5 separate regions of the Mus musculus genome follow, and all the other regions are linked to region 2. Evidence: chromatin contacts called from public HiChIP or PLAC-seq and promoter capture Hi-C data. All regions are on one chromosome and are shown on one strand. The core of a region is the stretch at or near the end of the contact, and the rest is flanking DNA. Distances in the headings are between cores, read along the strand shown.

What was found. Promoter capture Hi-C pulls out the DNA fragments that hold promoters and counts their contacts. HiChIP or PLAC-seq counts read pairs in DNA pulled down with a chosen protein or histone mark. Capture Hi-C pulls out chosen DNA fragments and counts their contacts.
Region 1: a contact with region 2 is called in an H3K4me3 HiChIP or PLAC-seq map of embryonic forebrain, with 4 times the contacts expected there. The contact joins the promoter of Ppm1g here to the promoter of Prr14l in region 2. A contact is called at or near these places in 6 of 39 promoter capture datasets (cranial neural crest, frontonasal cranial neural crest, hippocampal neurons and 2 more) and 2 of 115 datasets of contacts at active chromatin or transcription factors (embryonic forebrain and large pre-B cells).
Region 3: a promoter capture Hi-C map of liver shows a contact between it and region 2, with 3 times the contacts expected there. The contact joins the promoter of Haus3 here to the promoter of Prr14l in region 2. A contact is called at or near these places in 3 of 39 promoter capture datasets (erythroid cells, liver and pre-B cells), 1 of 484 Hi-C or Micro-C datasets (muscle stem cells) and 1 of 9 other capture datasets (liver).
Region 4: a promoter capture Hi-C map of adipose tissue shows a contact between it and region 2, with 2.9 times the contacts expected there. The contact joins the promoter of Agbl5 here to the promoter of Prr14l in region 2. A contact is called at or near these places in 2 of 39 promoter capture datasets (embryonic stem cells and erythroid cells), 2 of 484 Hi-C or Micro-C datasets (B cells and CD4 T cells), 1 of 115 datasets of contacts at active chromatin or transcription factors (pancreatic cancer cells) and 2 of 9 other capture datasets (adipose tissue and liver).
Region 5: a promoter capture Hi-C map of pre-B cells shows a contact between it and region 2, with 4 times the contacts expected there. The contact joins the promoter of AI839979 here to the promoter of Prr14l in region 2. A contact is called at or near these places in 4 of 39 promoter capture datasets (embryonic stem cells, hippocampal neurons, pre-B cells and 1 more) and 2 of 115 datasets of contacts at active chromatin or transcription factors (embryonic forebrain and embryonic stem cells).

Annotation. Positions count from the first base shown.
Region 1 is chr5:31,219,083-31,221,987 of GRCm38.p6, reverse strand. Ppm1g (protein phosphatase 1G (formerly 2C), magnesium-dependent, gamma isoform) reads left to right here and starts at 1,443. Exons shown (of 10, transcript NM_008014.3): 1 at 1,443-1,685. The coding sequence starts at 1,566.
Region 2 is chr5:32,852,868-32,855,567 of GRCm38.p6, reverse strand. Prr14l (proline rich 14-like) reads left to right here and starts at 1,338. Exons shown (of 11, transcript NM_194340.2): 1 at 1,338-1,475.
Region 3 is chr5:34,168,084-34,170,968 of GRCm38.p6, reverse strand. It overlaps Haus3 (HAUS augmin-like complex, subunit 3), which reads left to right and starts at 1,545. Exons shown (of 5, transcript NM_146159.1): 1 at 1,545-1,579; 2 at 2,526-2,885. The coding sequence starts at 2,656. It overlaps Poln (DNA polymerase N), which reads left to right and starts at 1,443. Exons shown (of 25, transcript NM_181857.4): 1 at 1,443-1,579.
Region 4 is chr5:30,887,522-30,890,435 of GRCm38.p6, reverse strand. It overlaps Agbl5 (ATP/GTP binding protein-like 5), which reads right to left and starts at 1,502. Exons shown (of 16, transcript NM_001374737.1): 1 at 912-1,502; 2 at 56-316. The coding sequence starts at 270. Gm35795 (a long non-coding RNA gene) reads left to right here and starts at 1,481. Exons shown (of 2, transcript XR_376844.2): 1 at 1,481-1,589; 2 at 2,442-2,914. n-TYgta9 (a tRNA gene) reads right to left here and starts at 2,353; the gene lies at 2,265-2,353. n-TAagc15 (a tRNA gene) reads right to left here and starts at 1,921; the gene lies at 1,849-1,921.
Region 5 is chr5:31,570,035-31,572,734 of GRCm38.p6, reverse strand. It overlaps AI839979 (expressed sequence AI839979), which reads left to right and starts at 1,338. Exons shown (of 3, transcript NR_102275.1): 1 at 1,338-1,551; 2 at 1,816-1,935; 3 at 2,305-2,700.

The DNA.
Region 1 (2,905 bases), core at 194-2,693, 1.6 Mb after region 2:
ATTGGACAGAAGAACTGTAATTCTGGGATTTGCTTATGAGTTGAGGGTCTAATTCTATAGCCCAAGTTGTCCTGAAACCTGGGATTTGTGATCTTGCCTCAGCCTCTTAAGTGCTGGAATTACTGGCAATGAGCTATAATGCTGGGCTTAGTTTTTTGTTATTTATTTAAAATTTATGCATGTGTGTTTTGCCTGCATGTATTATGTCTGTGCACCACTTGGACGCCTAGTGCCAGAAGAGGGCGTCTGGTTCCTTGGAACCAGAGTTATAGACAGCCATGTTGGTGCTGGAATTGAACCCCGCTAATGTGGAAGAGCTACCAGTGTTCTTAACCTCTGAGCCAGCTCTCTAGTCCCCAGTTCTTTCCAATGAGTTGATTTTCTTTTACTTTCAGGAAATTACTCCTTTCCGTTATATATAATCCATATAATGAAAAGAACCTGCTGGATTGTCCCTCCAACCCTAACTACCCGTGGCCAGCACCCCAGTCCTTAGTTCATCACGTTCAGATTAAGAGCATTCTAACCAGTTACAGTACCCGCCAGACTCTTCCTCTGGTGTCCAGTGCACACAGAATTAGACTAACAAACGCAAAACAGGCACCACCACAATGACGACCACATTACCCATCTTGATGCTAGGCCATCCATCCATCGCTAGATCTGTTCCTACTTAGAATCGCTCTCCACAAAGAGGCCAGCCAGCTTCCTCAATAAGCCAGCCCAATGTAGTTTACACTTTCCTCAGTCCTCCAGCCTTGTATCCGTATTCCCTTCTCCCGTGGCTAAACGCCACCCTCAGGCACCTTCTCCGAGGGTCTTAAATCTACATTGGCGATAAGCAGCTCGTTCCCGCCTCTTTGCTCTCGCCTCACCCAGCACTGCACCAAACAGTTTCTACCCTGTATTAATTCGAATTTTTCCACAGACCTAGGTCTCCGTTTTCCTTTGTCAGTACAGGCCTCACAGAGCCTGGCCAAAGACCGCGGAAGCGCAGTACAAACGCTAGTCAACTTTAATTGAACCGAATCCGGCGGGGTTTGTCGGAATCTGAGGGCGTGGAGGGAGAGAGGGAGGGACAGGGCTGACAAAACCGCAGAACGCAACTGGAAGCCCCAGGTCCCACACAATAGAGACTTCAGGCAAAAACTGCTGAGACCAGAGCCCCGTGCTAAAGCACGGTCAGCGTGGAGATGGCCGCACATCGCCATGGCTCCCTCCAGCCCCAGCCGTTGGTGGGCGTGGCAACCAGTCTCGCGGGAGCGGCGGTTGGGCGGGCCGTTGTCCCCGAGGGCGGGGCGAGTTGCTAAGGAAATGACCGCCCGCAGCGGCTCACCGCGCCAGTAGGGCGGGGCCTGGAGCAGCGCGGTTTCCGCTTCCGCCCTCTCCCCGCTCCTGTCCCGTTACCGCCTCCTAGCCGGCCTCGCGCCTTTCGCCGGCACCTTGCGTCGACTGCGCAGCCGGGCCCGCTCCTTGCCACGCGCGCCCCCAGGGGCCCCGGCTCCGGCGCCGGCAAGGGTCGCGTCCCGCTTACCTGTTCCTCAGGTAGCCAGCCATCCGCCGCCATGGGTGCCTACCTCTCTCAGCCCAACACGGTGAAGTGCTCCGGGGACGGGGTTGGCGCCCCGCGGCTCCCGCTGCCCTACGGCTTCTCCGCCATGCAAGGCTGGCGCGTCTCCATGGAGGTGAGACAGGGCCCCAGCGGCTGGCCACTGCATGGCAGGAACCTGACAGAGAAAGGGAGCGAGGGGGATGGGGTTCTCCTCAAGCAGGGGTCCCTGACGAGAGCCTGCAGCCACGGTGCGGGAGGCGGCGGCGAGCGCGGGATCCGGGCGGAGAGGGAGCGGCTAGAGCTTGGGGACCGCGGCCTGATGGCTAGTGGCTGCGGGAGCCCTGCCATGTGAGAAGAGGCACCTTCCGCCTACTGGCCGCCGTCTCTCCGTACCTTCGCGCCATCCTCTGGTGCCAGCCCAGCCCTCCAGCTTTTCCAGCGGCATGGGGTTGTCAGAGGGAAGAGGGAAGACTCGTTATTTGTTCGCTTATTGGTCGAATAGATGTGAATGACTGGTTCGTTTTTATTCTTGAAATATGTAATGTGGCAGGCCTCTTGGGGCTACAAACTTGATGGCGAAAAGGAGCCCGGGTAATAATGTGCTTTCCATTCTTAACCCTCAGTTGCTTTTAGCCTTAGACACCTCATGTTAATTTCAGAAGCCCCGCTTGACCTTCGAGAATTGTCACTCGTTCGTATTCTTTTCGAAATCTTTTATGATCTTTAGGAAAGGAATCGTGTCTGTCACTAGGCTTGCTTTTATTTTTTATTTTTTGAAATATGCTTGTAATTTTTTTTCTTACTCGATTTCTTTAAAACTTACTGAGTTGTCATTTTCCTCTGCATATAATTTAGTATACTCGATTTTCAGTCTTGTCATCAATCCTTTTTTGTCACCATCTACGAATAACTTTTAAAAAGAAAAGAAAAGTCCACTTTGGATGAAAGGGAAAGCAATCATTTGGATTGACAGTGTTGAGCAAATGGATGTGAAACTACAATGAACAGGGAATAGGTGTCTTTGAGCAATTTTGTGTGAAGTCTAAGGGACTAGTGAAAAGTTCTAATTATGTCTGGAATCGAGGGTTTATCCAGTTAGTAGGTGGGCTACAGGTAACAGCCAAATAGTTTCCCTTGGTGTTTTTTTTTTTTTTTTTTTTTTTTTTTTCTCTCAAATTCCCTCGCTCCTCCCTGTGGTTAGCTCTGGAATGACAGTGTGAACCTAAATGGTTTGTTCTCAGACTCAAAAGCTATTTTCACCAGCTTTTGATTATGGCTCTAGCATTATCTAGATCCAGCAGAATCTAGATAAATAATTTCAGCAAGGAGAGGGTCCTATTCATTTGGCTCAGT
Region 2 (2,700 bases), core at 89-2,588:
GAACTCTGGACCTTTGGAAGAGCAGTCGGGTGCTCTTACCCACTGAGCCATCTCACCAGCCCTAGGGCACATATTTCTAATCCCAGCACTTGGGAGGCAGAGGCAGGCAGATCTCTTGAGTGTGAGACCAGCCTCATCTACAGAGCAAGTTTCAGTACAGCCAGGGCTACAAAGAGAAACTATCTTCAAAACTAAAAATAACCAAACAAAAAGTTGATAGATTTTAAGAGGCTACTTAAAAAAAAAAAAGAAAAAAAAAAGAAAAAAGATGGCGAGCCACATCTAAATAGTGAGTTCCAAGTCAGCCTGGACTACATAGGGAGAACCCTATTGCAATATTTCCTATCGAGAGAGAGAGAGAGAGAGAGAGAGAGAGAGAGAGGAGATAAAAGGATAAAAATAAAAATTTAGTAAGATGAATAATACTTTCATGTGACTTAAGAAAACGAATAAGCCAAGCATGGTCGCACATGCCTATTTTCCCTTTATCCAAAAGGTCAAGGCAGGAAGGTCAAGAGTTGAGGCTAGACTGGCACACATAGCAAGTTTCAGACTTGCCTGAGCTAAAAAGTAAGATCCTGACTCAAATCAAATCCTATGTAAACCAGGCTGTCTTCTGCCTTTTTGGGGTTAAAGGAGCGTGCAGCCAAGCCTTGGTTTCCTCTGCAGATCCTAATCAAAGAAAAGGTAATTTCAATTTTCTTTGTAGACCAGGCTGGCCTTGAACTCAAAAATCCGCCTGCCTTTGCCTCCCAAGTGCTGGGATTAAAGGAATGCCAGGTCCATTGTAATTTCTTCCAGACACTTCTTTAGGTGCTATGAATATAGAGTCCTAAAGAAAACAGACAAGGATGGAAAGAAACAGGCAACACAGATAAAATGAGGTACCTTCAATGCTAGAGAGGCAATGAAACAAAATCAAAGTGTAATCAAATACTTTCCTGGGTTATCTTTTGAATTTCAGTGTGATTAGAAGCAATAGGAGGATGGTGTGACCTAAACCTTTGATTATAGTTATTAGAAGGTCCCACAATCTGCCAGGATGGAAGCAGACAGGGCCCTAGAGTGGCATCTGTCCACCTCAGAGATATGGACCATAGCACTGGTAACAGTCTGAGACAGGAACTGGGTAGAACGATGTGTTTCTCTTTAAGAGTCAACGCGGTGGGGGCGGGGCTGAGCGTGTCTGGAGCTAGCGGAGGGTGGAGGTACCAGCCGGGAAGAGCCGCCCTCCGGATTGCGCGCGCGCCGTGCGGGGGCGGGATCGAGACCCGTCCGCATGGCTGGCTTTGGCCCCGGATGAGGAAGTGCGGTAGGTGGGGGGGGAGGGCACTGTGGAAGCGGTGGAAGCTGGAGCGCCCTCGGGCCTCGGCTCCCGAAGATCTGGTAGAGTTGGCGGCGGCGGGGACAGCAGGGACGGAGGCAGCCGACGCCAAAGTGGAGGGATGAGCACGAGCCGTGGAGGAGGCCACAGGGTAAGAGGCCTGGGCAGTCCCACGACCGCCTGGGGGTCCTCCGCCGGACGGTGCTGACTAAAGGGGGTCCGGGCCCCCAGCCTTTCAGGGAGCCGAAGGGCACCGAAGCAGTGCTGTTAGTGACAAACACCCACAGACATCCAGGAGATCAGGCTCTACGTCCCTGGGAGAAAACAGCTTCTCGGAGTCCTGGTTCCAGGGGAAGGAGGCTCCCATTCAACCTTCATCTGCAGGGGACCCCCAACTTCTCTCTCCTTGGAGAGGACGACGCCCCTTGTTGGTATACGCCTTTCCTCGGCTCTGGTCGATTTGTCAGCGAAGGGAGACCCGTTTATGGTGCCAAGGGGAATTCTTTATTCAAAAGAGCGACCCCCACTTTGGTCAGCGTCTTCCAAGTGAAGGAGGTTCTCAACTTTCCCAAAAGTGACAGAGGTATCCTATCTGCAAGAAACAGATCTCTCGATCCTTTATTTTTCACTTTCACCCCAAGATAGAGGGAGGCCCTGAATTTATGATATCGTAAGTCAGCTTTTCTCCCCTTCCCCCAGTCATGTCCACCAAGGGAGCTTTGGTTTTTGTGTTTTTATTAAGTCTCTTAGTATTGATTGAGCTGCTGCTCCTCTTTTGGAGTGTGATATTTGCAAGTTTGTATCTCCCACTTAACATCCTCATGACCTTGCCTCATCCCCTGTCAGTTGCAGCCCATCCTTAACCTGGGTACTTTTTTTTCTCTGAATTGTCATGAGGGCTCAAGGGAACTTTTGTGGAAAATGCTTGGTGCACAGTGAACGTTTGGTCAGTTGTTAGTATTGATATATTAAGAAAGAAAAGTCATGTCCTCAGAGAAACTGTTATTGGCATGAATGTATCCTCCATCACAAATTGCAACCCTCTTTCCACCAGAAAGGCTTTCCCTGCTCCTAAGATACAGTATTCTTCCTCTCACTTTGGATCTTGCTGTACTCTACTCCCTAAGTTAACAGAGAGCCTTGGTGAAAATCAGGGAAAGAAATAGTAAGTTTTGGAAACATGTTAGCACTTTACCTGTTTATTATTTTGATTTGAGGGATTTTTTTTTTATAGCTCGGGCTCAAACTAGGTAGGTAGTCAAGGCTAGCCTCTAGTCCCCCCAATAATCTTTTTTTTTTTTTTTTTTTTTGAGACAGGGTTTCTCTGTAGCCCTGGCTGTCCTGGAACTCACTTTGTAGACCAGGCTGGCCTGGAA
Region 3 (2,885 bases), core at 296-2,795, 1.3 Mb before region 2:
ACCAAAAATCCTCTCAGCCTTGCATTCCCACCCCCTCATCTTGTGTCATTTGGCTCTTTTTCTCTCAGTCTTTGCCGCCTCAGCAAAATTTCCCAAAAGTACTGCCTGCACTTCCTCTGGCCAAAACCCACTCAACGCCAGCTCCCTGCTGAGCCCCTACCTCCAGTTTGGCATCTGGGGTCCTCTTGGGCCAGTCCCCTGATGTCCTAACCACATTAGGCACCATTCTAAGAACTTTTCCCCTGTACTGTTTGTTTTTATTTACTTTCCGGTTTTATTGACCTTCAAAAGGAGGATAAAAGTTAAATAAGAATTAATAGGAAATGTCTTCAACTCAAATTTAAATGATCTGCTTAGAACATTAGTTTTTCTCTCTTTGAAAACATGAATATCTGGGCATGGTGATTCATACCTGTGGCCCCAGCACTTGGAGATGCTAAAGTAGGATCTTGAGTTGAAGCCCAGCCTGGGTAGAGAAGCAAATCCTTGTCTCACAAAACAAATAAGCCCAGGGAAAAAGATCCAGAAAGAATTCTACCTAGTAGCAACTAGACTAGACCCTTGTCTGATACATCACCCTATTTATGATTAGAAGAGGGGAATACTATTTTTTTAATGATCAAAGCCCAGATCTTGTGAATTTATATATCATCTTACAAGAGAGTGGTTAAGTTGCAAATGCTGTCTGATAGAAAAAAATGAACAGATTATGACCCATACAGACAAGTTGTTACCAATGCCAACTGTAACTCCAAAGATCAGTTTTCTGGGACCATAGGACATTAACTAGGCTTGCATCTGAGTTCAGCATTCTGTCTTTCATTGAATGACGGCGGGCATCCTCAGAATGTCTGTACTTCTGAGTTAAATGCATTCTAAAACTGATGTATTTTACACCTTGACATTTTGAAGATGGGATCTTGGAGGGAGTCAGCTTTTGCTTGGAAGTCATCGAGGCCTTGGGAGTTAAGTGATTTTTGTTAAATAACCATTGTAAAAGATTCTATAGCCAACAATCCTACCCTGCAAGAGACCTGATAGGGTCCCAGCTGCTTGTTATTAGCACCAACGCTGGATCACCCTACCAGTGGTGGTGGTAAGAGCTGTTGGGGGAAGAAGGGGTCTGTTCGGCCTCAAACTTCCGGTCCCCTAGTGGTGTCACAGACCGCAAGCCATTCTTAGGACAGGAGGCCTAACTGAACTAGAGGGCCAAATGGCCAAGGCAACAAAGCAGCCGGAAGAGACCCAGACTCCAACTCCCGAGCGGGGGCGGGGTGGGGCGGAGCGAGGGCAGAGCCTATAGTGAGAAAACCAATCCTCTTGAGCCTAGCGGGAAGGACGGCGGGCCAGAGGCGGGGCTAAGGGGCGGTGCGTCCGTCAGGAAAGCCAATCACTTTACCCCGGCTCGTTGAAGGGGGTTGGTCTGCGGGTCCTCCTTCGCTTTCTCCGGGATACCTCGCCGCCTGCGCTGACTTTACGGATGTTGTAATCTGCGCGTGCGCGTCCTGGCACTCCCGTGAGGCACTGCGGCGCGCGCGGTTGGAGGCTGGCAGAGAGCAGTGACTGCGGCTTTCCTGAGGTAAGGGTCTTGTAAGTTCGGGGTTGGCGGGGCCGCCGCTACCCTCCTACAGCCTGCTTGAGGCATCGATAGAGGTCGCTGGGCCCAGGCGCGGGGTGTGCGGGGAGGCTGAGGCTTTGTGCCAGAGGTGGGGGCGGAGGTACGTGGCCGGTCATCCGGCTGGGGTTGGTAGCTTTATTTTTCGGATACTGCGGATAAAACCCAAGGCCTCAATCATACGAGGCAAACGTTAAACCGGAAATACACACTTATCTGTTACCCAGCTTTTAAAAACAGCAATTTGGTACTTTTGTGGGCGTGTTTTATTAGAGCTCTTAAGTGTCATAACTGGATACTCAGAAACAAACCAAAACCAACCCAGAGAGTTTGCTACCAGAGTGTCAAATACATCGTGATTTTAAGACCTGCCATTGTCACTGACCTAAGTTTGGTTCAAGTCGTGGTTCATTGTGTTCTATTCGAAATAAAACTTCTTACTTGATGATTGATGGGTACTTTGAAACTTGTCAATTTGTCCTGGTTTTCTCTGCGTTAGACTGGTTATATCTATAGATTGAGTCCTTTGAGACTGATGGAACGCTGATTGAAGTAAATATTTAGTTGATTCTTCCTTAGAAAGGTAGGCATATTTCTTTTTCCTAACTAGAAACTACAGGGGAAACAGCTATTTTACAAAATGTAATTTATTTTAAGTAATTTCATCATTGGGAAAAAAAATCAGTTTTTTTTTATTGTTATATCTTCATTAATTAGATTCTTCATTACTGTTGTAGTGTCCTAAGCAACACCCTGATTGCTTCTGTTTTGCTTTGTCTTTGTCAGATATTGCACGTGCATCTGCTTTTAACTTAAGTAGTCTCCTGATGTCATCTGATAAAATGATCTGTATATTTAAAATTCATTTGCCTTGTTCATGGTCTAATACTTGTGTTCTTTCCCCCACTAGGAAAACACATTATAGATTGTATTTTTTTTCCTTCTTCTATGGACTTAGCGTAAATATGTTTTTTTCTGTTTGAACTTAGTTTAAAAAAATAGATTCATATCAAATATTTAAAAACAGGAGTAGTTAAACCATGAGTTGTGGAAATGAGTTTGTGGAAACATTGAAAAAAATTGGTTATCCCAAAGCTGATATTCTTAATGGAGAAGATTTTGACTGGCTCTTTGAGGATGTTGAAGATGAGTCATTCTTGAAATGGTTTTGTGGGAATGTGAATGAACAGAATGTATTGTCTGAAAAAGAATTGGAAGCCTTCAGCGATCTCCAGCGATCAGGCAAGCCTATCCTAGAAGGAACAGCATT
Region 4 (2,914 bases), core at 253-2,752, 2.0 Mb after region 2:
TGACTATAGGATGCATCCAAGCACTCGGCCTTCCCACCCCCTGCAGTCCTCATACCTGTTGCCATTTTCATATTCCGTTTCAGCACAGTCAGGCCGGGTCCACACGTTGAACTCGTAGTCAGGGGAAGCAGCAGACCCACTAGCGGGGGCTGTTGCCACCCCTCCTACGCCTTCCCCATCACTAGACACAGTCTCCACCTTTTCCACATGGGCTAGGTTCCCTGAATCAAAGCGAGAACTGAACAGCAATCCCCCACAGCGCAGCTCCATGGTGGGGCTGGGAAAGCATCCTCTTGCCCCACACAGGCCCTGAGAGCTGGGGGGAAAAAAAATCAAAGTTGGGATAGGGAGGAAGGGCAGAAAATGAAACAATGTGTTTGGTATGTCTGGATAAATGAGAAATGTCTTTTCTACTCTATGAAGCAAAACGCTCTTATTCATAGAAAACCTGGAAGTAGCCTTTCAGTAAGATCAAGAGAAAGCACAACTCTGTCCCTGGACACCCAAGGAGTATGAGCGACCTAAAAACACCCTATTTTACTACATCACCACCGTTCCCCAATCGAATGCTCACTAGCTTCCTTAGTTGAGTTGGAAAACGCTAGATTCTCAAGCTTTTTAACAACCTAAGAGGCAGAGACTCGAGGTCGGGTGGTTGCCACTGACTCTATGAGGGAGAGGCCATATTAAAATTTCCTATATTGGCTTTGTACTGGACAGCCCGGAGCAAGAAGAACCAAGTTTCTAAGTGTAAATGGTAGCTTCCTTTCTTTACCTCTTTTGTCTTCACAAGCACCGACTGTAATTATACTCGTTTCTCGGAGACCTTGAAGAGCGTTGCTACCACCCCCTTCCTCTACTACGCCTATTATGAAAACGTAGCCTATGCCCGGCCAAAGCCACTTGCTCACCTGCCCTGAACCTCAGTTCCAATTAGGGTCTGTTTCCATCCTCCCGCCCTGTAGACACGAGCCCGTGCAAAAGCTACCCTCGAAGGTGTGGGTAACGGGCGTCCTAAGCACCCCTAGGAAGGCTGGGCCAGTAGAGTCCCGCTTGGAAGCAGCAGGCAGCTCCTCGATTCGCGAGGACCCTCGCGCTGCCTGGCTTGTCCAGGGCAGGGTGGGGTTTGGAAGCGTGGGAGGGGTCGAGACAGGTACACTGGCGGACAGGAAGGCGGGTCCTAGGGGTCAGAGGTGAGGCCACAGGAGCAGAGGGAGTCAACCAAAGGCGGGGTCGGCGGGCCGGCCGCGGCAGGCCGGGGGGCGGGGTGGCATTCGACGGGGGCTCCGGCAGAGCGGGCTGAGAAGGGGGCGGGGCCTGCCGGCGGGGCCGCAGTCCACGCGAAGCCCCTCACCTCTCTCCGGGCCGCTGCTCCCGCTCCCTCTCCCGCTAGCGAGGCGGCACCTCGGGCCCCGGCACCCGGGCCCTCCACCCGGGACCCACACAAAACCAGAGAGCCGCGGTGCCGGGACCCCACTCTGCCAGGAAACAAGAAGTCTCTTGCCTATTGGCCGCAGCTGCAGCTGGCTACCCGCCCAGTAAAGCGCACTGCCATTGGTCGCCACGCAGGGTTCCGTGCACGTTGGCAGGTACCTGTGAGGGGGCCGTTTGGGGGCTTCCGCGGGCCACCGCCGTGTGCGGCTCACTAGGCGTCTTCTCTGTAGGCGGTTAACGGCCCGCCTCCCCGAGGCGGGAAAGACAGAGCAGTGAGCAGGAAACAGGAAAAGACTTACCTGTGAATAAGAAAATAGCATGTGAAGCCGATCTTTGTTTACCGTGCTCCTAGCTCTACTGTGTAACGAAACGTGGACACAACAGATCATGAGCCTGATGGTGTGTAAAAGGAAGTGGAGGATGCGGGCATCGATCCCGCTACCTCTCGCATGCTAAGCGAGCGCTCTACCATTTGAGCTAATCCCCCAGCTGTAGTGCTGTACCTTCCTGTAACCTTTACAAGGTTTCCTGAGACTCAGTTTTCTAATGTAGTTCACAATATAAAGTAGGATGGAGCCCTCAGCAAGATTTTGAAACAGAGCCATGTAATACATACATAAGCAATAAGGACTTTTCTTGAAGTACATGTCACTATAGCTTTAACACCTAATATGCGAACAAGGTACGTTGTACTTCGACTACTTAACTGCTATATGTACTCAAGGGGTTTTCAACGTAGCCAGGAAAATACACTGCCTATCCTCAAGTAAGCGTTTCCCCCACGGAGCAATTGACCTAGGGTGTAGGTAAACTAAAAGTAGTGCACGAAGTCCTTCGAGCCGGAATCGAACCAGCGACCTAAGGATTACCATATTGTACTGACTACAGTCCTCCGCTCTACCAACTGAGCTATCGAAGGCCCCGCTGCGTCGGGCTGCTGCAGTTTTCCCTCTAATGCTTACCAAGATTTTTTTTTTTTCCCTAATGTGTTTCTGCGTAAACTAAAGGATCCCGGGCCAGAAGAAAGGCGGGCTTGCAGGCTCGCACCCTGCGGCAGGAGCTCGCCGTGAGCCGGATTGAGGCTAAAGCTGGGGCGGCCTTCCTCTCGCTAAGCAGACATTAGTTTCGGTGTTTGGGACTACGAATGCTGCTTCTGCTCCAGGTTTCCTTTGGTTTTCGGCGTGATGAAAGTATATAAAGCATGTTGTTCTGATGATGCGAAAGACATTCGCTCCGTCAGCTGAAGTGTCGGGGTCCATTCACCGAGACCCAGGCCAGAAGGGAAGACCGAGCCACGGGAGCGAGGGACCCCTATGCCCTGGACGCTGGGATGCAGCGGCGGCCCGGACTCCTACTCTCCGAGCCCACTGGCTGGGTGCAGTCCCAGGTCCTGCCCTAGTCGCTTATAACCTCGCTTTTATGGTCGAGGTCTGGGAAAGGTTTCCGCCCCACCTGGGCTTCACTGCCAACCAAGTGTCTT
Region 5 (2,700 bases), core at 89-2,588, 1.3 Mb after region 2:
CTTCCAACATATCAGAAGAGGTCATCAGATCTCATTAAAGGTGGTTGTGAACATATGTGGTTGCTGGGAATTGAACTCAGGATCTCTGGAAGAACAGTTAGTGCTCTTAACTGCTGAGCCATCTCTCCAGCCCCACCTAGGGAATTTTTAATAATTGAAATTACCCAACATATGTAATGGAATGTCTCATGCTTACATTCAGAAAAGAAATAATAAAAAACAAATCTTGTTACGAAGAAAACCGGGTATGGAAATACCAAGTCAATGAACTTGGTCCAAGTTCAAGGTCAGTAGAGGGGCTGCACTCCCTGTGCCTCGATCCCAGCCCTTCTACTCTTACAAACATGCAGCATGCCTACTACTCCGACTTTTCTTTCCTTTGTTTTTAAAGACAGGGTCTCACTATGTAGCCTTGGCTAGCCTGGAACTCACCATGTAGACCAGGATGGACTCTTAACTCCTAGAGATCATCTGCCTCTACCTAGTGCTAAGATTAAAGACATCCTCAGTGTCCCCCATCCTCCAGTGTCCCCATCCTCCAGTGTCCCCCATCCTCCAGTGTCCCCCATCCTCCAGCTCACCTGCTGCATCTGAGTTCCCACTGTAAAGGAGATCACAGATGTTTCCCCACTCGGGGTTGGTGAAGGTTAAGGGGAGCATCAGAGAGACCTTAAGTCTGGTTCTCACCGACTTTATACCTTGCCCAATGGCACATGCCAGCATGAGAAACACGGAAATTTGGCAAACCATGCAATCTACCAGGAACTCAGCTGTGAAGGGAGAGACAGTCCAAGATTGCCTGCAAAGTTTCTGCTTCCTCTCAAGCCCTCCAGAGGCCCCAGAGGAAGGAGTCCTGACCCTGCCATCTTCCTTAGACTCCAGGGCCTCCTTTTCTCTAAAGAGGCGTGGAGGGTGCTGAGTGTGGGGTGAAGGGGAGATCAGTGCAGCCAGGCTGCAGTCAGGCACAGGAGGCTGACCTTCAGTTAGCTGCTGCTAGACTGAGCTCCCACTAGTTACCTAGGAAGGCACCCAAAAGCACCGGGAGGCTGGGGGGCGGCGGGTTGGGGCAGAGACCACCCAGGAGAAATGAAGGGCTTGGTGTGGGGAGGGAAAGGAGGAAGCGGGGTGGGGGCAGTATCAGAGAAGAAGGGGCACTAGAGAGTGAGGAAAAAAGCAGAAGTCATTGTGTGGGGAGAAGGTTGAGGGATGATGCCGAAAAAGAGGAAGGGGTCAGCGGTGGCGGTAAGACTTTGGAGAAGGAAGGAGAAAGTCGAGAGGGAGGGAAGAGGAGGCGGTCCTGATTCTCCACTTTACTGCCCATTCCTTCTCCCTTGCTGAAACATCCAGCCGGTGCCTTTGTGGCCTCTTGGGCTGGGTTGCAATCTCATGCCAACCCGCTTGCCGGTTGTCAGGAGGCCTCTGGGGAGGACGCTGCAGGAGCCTCAAACGCCACCTACTCCCGGCCTCTCTCCCGGTTGATGTTTCTATTTTGGGCACCACATTATTTCCTGCTGTGATTTTTTTTTTCAGGCTTCTAATTCAGGCTCTGAGGTAAGCTGTGACATCCGCTCGTGCCCGCAGGCCCCTCCCGCACACTGCTTGTCCTCCTGGGGCGCGGGCACCCCTCAGGCCCAGCAGCAGTCCAGCCACTGCGGGGAGTCTTGGCAGGGCCTGCCTAAAAATAAGCTTTCGGATTTCCCCTCCCCCTGGTAGGGCAAAAGGAGGCTAGCTGGAATAGATTTCTAGGCAAGGATTTGAGGGGGTGATGGAGTGAGGTTGACAGGGACCTGCTATAAACTGTGCCATTGTGCCTAGGAATGGGAGTCCAACGCTTCCGTGTCCGAAGTCTGTTTAACTATATTTGGACAATGACCCTTTAGAGATGCTGATAAAGGCTACACAGAATCCCAGAAACTGTCCACAACAAACTCACAGGTAGGTTCCTGGTAATTTTGGGTTTGTGCACTTCCTTGAGTCGGGGAGCCCTTGTTCAAAGCCCTGGGTATGCATGGACGCCTCCCTCCCTGATCTCTCCTCTCAACCTCAGTATGCCTCATTATATTTAATCAATATGTGCTTAAAAAGAAGAAGTCTCTGTATGTGCAAGTACTTCAAGCACAGGCAGATTATAAGCTATGTCCTTAGGGAAACAACAGCCTCTTAAAACTGTCTTCTGGTTTACTCCCAAGGACCTGCTGGCCATCTGGCAGTGAGGGCACCCACTGCATTGGGTTCTGGCAGATTTAAGTTCCGAACTCAATTAAGTAGGCTCTGTTTTTGTTTTTCCTGACTTCTCTCTCACAGCAGACAAAATGGTAAAGCTCCCGGGAGTCTCACCCATCCCAGTCCATGGGGGTGACTTTAGCTGAGACTCCTAGCAGTGAGGATATGGAGCCTGTTGTGCTTGTAGACAGGAGCCTAGCATAACTCCTCTGACAGCTACCCAGCAGCTGACTGAAACAGATGCTGAGTCCCACAGTCAAACATTAAATGGAGCTTGGGGACTCTTGTGGAAGAGTTGTGGGAAGGATTGCAGGCCCTGAAGGAAATAGGAACTCTACAAGAAGACCAACAAAGTCAACTAACCTGGACCACTAGGGGCTCCCAGAAACTGAACCATCAACCAAAGAGCATACACAGGCTGGACCTAGGCCTCCTTGCACATATGGAACAGATATGTAGCTTGGTCTTCATGTGGAT